2 separate regions of the Mus musculus genome follow, and region 2 is linked to region 1. The links are chromatin contacts, called in public HiChIP or PLAC-seq maps. All regions are on one chromosome and are shown on one strand. Each heading gives the region's core, a stretch centred on a gene start, on an enhancer-like site or on the middle of the called end of the contact. The rest is flanking DNA. Distances are from core to core; before and after follow the strand shown.

Region 1 (3,419 bases), core at 492-2,991:
CAGTGATCATCATCTCTACCTTTAAGGATATTTTGAATAGCTAACCCTAAGCGTGTGTCTCAGCTTGCAATGCATGTATCCATGCAGTATTATACCATTTATTTATTTTTTTTAAACATTTTTTATTTTATTTTATTTTTTTTATTAGGTATTTTCCTCGTTTACATTTTCAATGCTGTCCCAAAAGTCCGCTATACCCACCCCCCAATCCCCTACCCACCCACTCCCCCTTTTTGGCCCTGGGGTTCCCCTGTACTGGGGCATATACAGTTTGCAAGTCCAATGGGCCTCTCTTTGCAGTGATGGTCGACTAGGCCATCTTTTGATACATATGCAGCTAGAGTCAAGAGCTCCGGGGTATTGGTTAGTTCATAATGTTGTTCCACCTATAAGGTTGCAGTTCCCTTTAGCTCCTTGGGTAATTTCTCTAGCTCCTCCATTGGGGGCCGTGTGATCCATCCAATAGCTGACTGTGATCATCCACTTCTGTGTTTGCTAGGCCCCGGCATAGTCTCACAAGAGACAGCTATATCTGGGTCCTTTCAGCAAAATCTTGCTAGTGTATGCAATGTATACCATTTATTTATTTGTATGCTTACATGTGTGTGTGTACAAGCATGAGGGTATGCATGTTACAGAACATGCATGGAACTCAGAGAACAGCTTATGGGGATTGGCTCTCTCCCTCCAATTTGTGGGTTCTAGGGATGAAACTCAGTCCGTCAGGTTTGGTGACAGGCACCTTTACCCGGTGAGCCATCTCAGTGGCCCTGTCAAACAGACTAACCACACAAGCAACAACAAAAAACAGCCAATAAAGCAAGTGGAGGGTGAGGAGACCTGTAACAATACCTTCTTCAAAATAAGAGTGACAAGAAATGATGATAAGGCTGGGTCTGATAGCACACACCTTTAATCTCAGCACTCAGGAGGCAGAGGCTGGCAGATCTCTTTGAGTTCCAAGCCAGCCTGGGGAGTAAGTGTGAGGCTGGCCAGGGCTGCAGAGTGAGACCTAATCTTAAAGAAAGAAAAGAAAATGAATGCTAATGAGGAATGTCAGCTGGATTTGGTCCCCACATGTTCCTCAAGGCAGAGTCATGGGACTTGTTCACGAACCACTCATAATGGCGGTCGGTGTCTGCTCACCTCATTCATTAGTGTGTCTGGCTTGCCGTGCCGACCTTGCAGCTGCTCACTGTAGATGCTGGGTGAATGAAGCTGTTCACACACCACGTTCTGGACAAGGGGATCTAAAGTTGTCCAGATTTCTGTCTGACAATTTTTAGCTCTCAGAATACAGGGAAAGAAGAGGTTTTTGTTTGTTTGTTTTAAAGATGGCTACTTGCTACTTACTAATGAAGGGAGACAGATCTTGAGCAAGTCTTGAATTATGTCATAATGAAAACATACAATAGTAGACGATTAGATAATTGTTCCTTACTCATTTTTTTCTTTCTTTCAATCCGGAGTTGAACTTAGGGCCTCACACATGCGGGGCCAATGAGTCACCACTGAGTTATGTCATCAGTCCTCTTACTAAAAATGTTTTTAAAGAATGAGAACTATACTATCGGGGTGATATGTCCCTCCCTGAATGAAGGCCCCACCCGGAATCTTCCAGGTGACCATCAGAGACTCCTTTGTCCTATAAAGAGATTCAACACAGAGGCTTACATCTTGGATGGTGGAAAACAGACTGCCTCTGCCTGTGACTCATGTTGGCAAAAAGAGAAGAGGAACTGAGTTTCAGAGTCCCTGCAAGTAGCAGGGGAGGGATCTTGCCGGCAACACACTCTCTGTGTTCCCTGTGTGCTGGAGGCTCTCCAGCTGGCCACAGCCTGGCTTTTCAAGAGGCAATTAGGATGCGAAGCCTGGTTGCAAGCTTGTTCGTGCACAGAGCTCTGCTCACCTCTGTCCCTTCGACCCTGCCTGGGCCCATTCTTGAGTGTGAAAGTTCTGATTGTTATCTCCGTTACAGAATCCCATTCTTTGTCTGTTCTCCTCTGCCTTCACCCTCAGTTTCTTTGAATGTCCTTTCATGGGACGACTTGATCTGCTCCCACAGAAATGCAATTATCAGAAATCAACCTCTCTCACCCATTTCCGCCCTAAGCAGCTTTTGCCCACTGGTGAATTTCACATTGTACTGAGAAAGTCAGCAACTAATACTAATAATAATAAAATATGTTTGTATTTTTAGATGACTTTTTCCACCGGGGACTCCCTGGCGAGAGCAGGGCGCTGGGCAGAATGACGGGGTGTATGAGCCGGAAATAGAGAGCCAGAAGAGGCCTGGCCAGCTGAAGGCTTTTCTTGACAGCTAATTTCCATTTTTTGGTATCAAGGGGTCTGTGCCAGTAATTGGCATGCAGATTGTGTCTGATGGGCCTGTTATACAGAATAAAGGAATCTGCTAGTTAGAATAAGCCAACCCCAGGCTGATGGATGGGGCATAAGGAGGTCATTGCGAAAGAGAAATTGTGTGTGTGTGTCCCTGTGCGTGCGTGTGTTTCACAAGAACCCATGCCCCTCCTCCCCCTCTTTATCCAGCCAACTCTAATCTTTCATATTGCACTGAGACAAATGTCACTCCATTTCTTCCCCTCTCTCTGTTTTTCCTTGAAGGGATATTTGATAGAACCTACTCTAGGTTTTTTAATAAAGTATGGGGGCAAAGGAGAAATTAAAGCGGTGTCATGGTTTGTTAACAGCTCAGGATCATCCAAGGATGGGCCCAGGCTACAAATTATACTCTGGAATTAATTGGTAAGAGATAGTTCTCCTGTCCATCACTCTTAATCCGGCAGCTGTGGGATACCAACAGGAAAACGTGCGTGGACGTCGGAGTCCTCTTGGCTTTGTCTAAGTCAGTGCACTGGTCAGTCGGTTGTTCCCTTCATGATGTAGGCACGTGCTGTTGGCTGTTTCTGTTTAGGTGAACTAACTGGTGCTGGGGCTCCTTCTAAGGAGGATGTTCCGGGAAGGAGGATGTTCCGGGATGCTGTGGGCCACAGGAGTAATTAGCTAGACTTCCAGGGGAATAGAAGCTAAAAGAGAAGCTAGCTTTCTTTTTTCACAGCTCTGAAAATCAAAACCACAAGATCAACTGTGGTTGATACAATATCTGTGTTTTGAACAGACTACTGTGTCTGGGCTAAATGTCCAAGAATTACCTTATTTATTTATTTATTTATTTATTTACTTACTTACTTACTTACTTACTTACTTACTTATTTTCTCCGTGTAGCTCTGGGTGTCCTAAAACTCTCTGTATTAAGCAGACTAGCCTCAAACTCAGAGACCTACCTGCTTCTGCCTCTTGAGTGTTGGGATTAAAGGTGTATACACACCACTGTCCAATTAAGAATTATTTAAGGACTGGAGAGATGGCTCAGTGGTTAAAAGCACTGACTGCTCTT
Region 2 (3,419 bases), core at 487-2,986, 560 kb after region 1:
AGGGAGGTGGGGGCCAGGGGGGAGCGGAAAGAAGAGAAGGGAGAGGTGAGGAGAGAGAAGGGGACGGGAGGGAAGGAGAGAGGTAGAAAGGAGAGAAGCTGAGAGTGAAGGGCCACCTTTGGAGGAATTCAAATGTTGTGTATCTGCTTTACAATAGGAAGGTAGCCTCCCCAGGTAGAGGTGAAAGTTTTCTCAGAAAGTAGGGGCTCCAGCTGCCTCTAAATAAATCAGAATGAAGATCAGTTCTCCCGGAAATTATTCCTCATCTGTGAAATGGGAATAACATCCAACACTGTTAAGAACAGCCCTAAAGCTGACCGATTTCCCGCCCCCCCCCCGCCCCCACGTTTTTGCAATCATAGGAAGCGGAAATAAATTCTCTCCTTCAAACACAACACACTACATTAAAAAAAAAGGCCCTCCCTTCTTGCCGCCCACCTACCCCCACTCGCAGCTTCTGGTAGCCGACTGCGCCGTGGGCATTTCGGCCTGTCCTCCTCCCGGGAGAGACTGGCTAGCGCAAAAGCCAATAAGTCTGGAACACACTCCAGTCCTTCAGGACCCGGGACAATGGTTTCCATTTAATAAATATTTCCCCCAAGGGCATTTCGCATCGGCCAGGCAATTATTCAAAGAAAACAGGCTCGCAGGTTGGCTCGGCGGGTTATTTCGTCCTCTTTACCCGAAGAATGCTCATCTGACTCGAGAAACGAGCCCCCATCCTCACTGGGTGGGAAAAGGCACCCTGAGAAAAATTGACCCTAGCTAAGAGGGTACAGCCTGAGGCTCCACGCTGCAGGCGCAGAAGAGAGACCAGGAAGGTCCCCAAGCCCCGCCTTCCCTCTGCCCTTGCAGTTTGGACGTTGAGGGAAGCTTCGAGTTTTAAATCGCCTAATAATAATAACATAGGTGAATAAGAATCAGGATGGACCTCTGCCTACCACACTCAACCCTCAAAGTGAAGAGTCCTAGTGGCAAGGGCCCCCAAAGTGAAGAGTGTTAAGGGCTTGCCAATCAGGACTCTAAACCTCTGCGAAGCCCGCATGAAGCATCCTGGTCTCGGCTCAAAGCTCTTGGCTCCGACCCCCAGGGACCCAGAACTGCTCCGCAGAGCGTCCTGGATTACAGGTGGAGGCGCCGCCTAAAGCCAACCTGGGAGAATGATACCAAAGCACCGTAGATGTTCTGGCGCGAAAAGTTTATTTTGGTTTTGGCCTGAGTTTGATATATTCTTTTCCTCTCCCAAGGATCTTTGACAAGTGTGTGTTGTTGGGGGCGGGGTGGGGGTAGAGGGTGCTGTCTTCCCATTTGGTGACGGGACTGTCCTATTTATCTACGTGAGCTCTGGGCTTGCTGGCTTGGCTGACAGCTTCCTGGGTCTTTATATTATTAGAAGCACCGGTTCTCCTTTGAACAACTGGGGAAGAAAAACAGGGGTCACGAAGAGTTTTAATTTTTTGACAGTGCCAGAGACAATGTGAACCCCCGCCCCGAATCCTGAGCTATCAAGCCGCTCTGTTCGCGGTGGCGGTCTCTCTGTCCCTCATACCTCTCCCCGCCCCCATCAGGGACGCTCCGGGTTTCCACTACTCGCGAGTTGGCAGGTGCGCCCCCTCGCCTTCCCTGCTGCTGATTGGAGCCCAGGTTGGGGAGTCGCCGCCCCGCGCTTATGTCAGAGTGCGTGCGGTCCCGGCCCACCTCGCCTTTGAACTTCGCCGCTTTTGGCTGCAGTTCACCAGCCTCCCCGCATTCTCGGCCAGGTGCAGTGCTAGGCAAAGCAGCGCCCGGAAACCACGGGAGGGGGGGAGCCACGGCCAGAGAAGCCAGGGGAGAGACGGGAAGGAGAGAAGGCGAAGGTGAAGAGGGAGCGAAGGAGGAATCTCCTGCCCTTGCCAGAAAATTACCTAGCCACTTAATCCCAAGACTCTGGTACTTGGGCCCCAATCTCTGGTGCCCACAGACTCCAGGCCGAGCGCCCTCTCATCCCCGCTGCCCTTCCTACCCTTCGGCCCCCTGGGGGCTGCCTGGGGGCTGGGACTGGCATGATCAGTTGAAAACTTTGCAGGGTCAGCTCTTCTCTCTGATTTCCCCTCTGCGGCTCCGAGACGAGGGGAGTTCAGAGTCCCGGGCTCAGGACGGACAGAAAGACAGACGGCCAACCGCGCCCAGGCTCGCCCGCAGAGCCCCTGCATTCCCCGCCCCCGCCCGCCTCGCCGGGACCATGTCCAAACCTTCAGACCACATCAAGCGGCCCATGAATGCCTTCATGGTATGGTCCCGGGGCCAGCGGCGCAAGATGGCCCAGGAAAATCCCAAGATGCACAACTCGGAGATCAGCAAACGCCTGGGCGCCGAATGGAAGCTCCTGTCCGAGGCAGAGAAGCGGCCTTACATCGATGAAGCCAAAAGGCTGCGCGCCCAACACATGAAGGAGCACCCTGACTACAAGTACCGGCCGCGGCGCAAGCCGAAGAACCTGCTCAAGAAGGACAGGTATGTCTTCCCCCTGCCCTACCTGGGCGACACGGACCCGCTCAAGGCGGCCGGCCTGCCCGTGGGGGCTTCCGACGGCCTCCTGAGCGCGCCCGAGAAAGCCCGGGCCTTCTTGCCGCCTGCCTCGGCACCTTACTCCCTGCTGGACCCTGCGCAATTTAGTTCCAGTGCCATCCAGAAGATGGGTGAAGTGCCCCACACGTTGGCCACCAGCGCGCTGCCCTACGCGTCCACCCTGGGCTATCAGAACGGCGCCTTCGGCAGTCTCAGCTGCCCCAGCCAGCACACGCACACGCACCCGTCCCCCACCAACCCGGGCTACGTGGTGCCCTGTAACTGTACCGCCTGGTCTGCCTCCACCCTGCAGCCCCCTGTCGCCTACATCCTCTTCCCAGGCATGACCAAGACTGGCATAGACCCTTATTCGTCAGCCCACGCTACGGCCATGTAACCCCAAGCTTGGCCCGGACCTGATGGGTAGCGTGGAAGCAGAGATCTGAATCCTTTCCTTTGCACCTAGTCTGGCCCGCAGATGCCTCTGGGTCAGGCCTGCCGCTGCCCCTTGCCCACCCCAGACTCTGCCTCTCTCTTCCAGGGGGGAAGGGAAGGGCCATCATCCTGGACCCAAGGCACAGACTGGTGCCAGAAATTTGCAAACATTTAGAAAGCTACACATCTTCTTCCCCTCTCCCGACTCTCCCAAAGCAAGTCTCGACTGTACCCCCTTTGGACAAAAAAAAAAGTAGGCAGTTTTGCTTTATTTACGTCCCCCTCACTGTCCGCGGATAGGCTTTGGACTCGGAACTCCCAGATCCTGGTATTATATCTAGAATATGCGTATATATATATTTTTTCCTTTCCCACTGAAGAAAAAGAGCTGAGTCTTGGTGCTGTGCCGTCAGACACAGCTAGGCACCATTTGCTCT

The links. HiChIP or PLAC-seq counts read pairs in DNA pulled down with a chosen protein or histone mark.
Region 2: a contact with region 1 is called in an H3K4me3 HiChIP or PLAC-seq map of embryonic forebrain, with 6 times the contacts expected there. The contact joins the promoter of Sox14 here to the enhancer-like site in region 1. A contact is called at or near these places in 5 of 39 promoter capture datasets (embryonic stem cells, hippocampal neurons, liver and 1 more), 3 of 484 Hi-C or Micro-C datasets (the 3T3-L1 cell line, embryonic stem cells and long-term hematopoietic stem cells), 13 of 115 datasets of contacts at active chromatin or transcription factors (astrocytes, craniofacial prominence, embryonic basal ganglia and 8 more) and 1 of 9 other capture datasets (embryonic stem cells).

The regions. Positions count from the first base shown.
Region 1 is chr9:100,438,638-100,442,056 of GRCm38.p6, reverse strand. No RefSeq gene overlaps it. Among named protein-coding and RNA genes, the nearest start is that of Gm28166, 9.6 kb to the left of the region's middle. Within about 2 kb of position 1,741, at least 110 of the 459 cell types and tissues checked have an H3K27ac peak or open chromatin away from gene starts, as enhancers often do. A contact at or near this core is called in astrocytes, embryonic basal ganglia, embryonic forebrain and 1 more, where this site is marked.
Region 2 is chr9:99,874,487-99,877,905 of GRCm38.p6, reverse strand. Sox14 (SRY (sex determining region Y)-box 14) reads left to right here and starts at 1,736. Exons shown (of 1, transcript NM_011440.1): 1 at 1,736-3,419. The coding sequence starts at 2,222. The coding sequence ends at 2,944.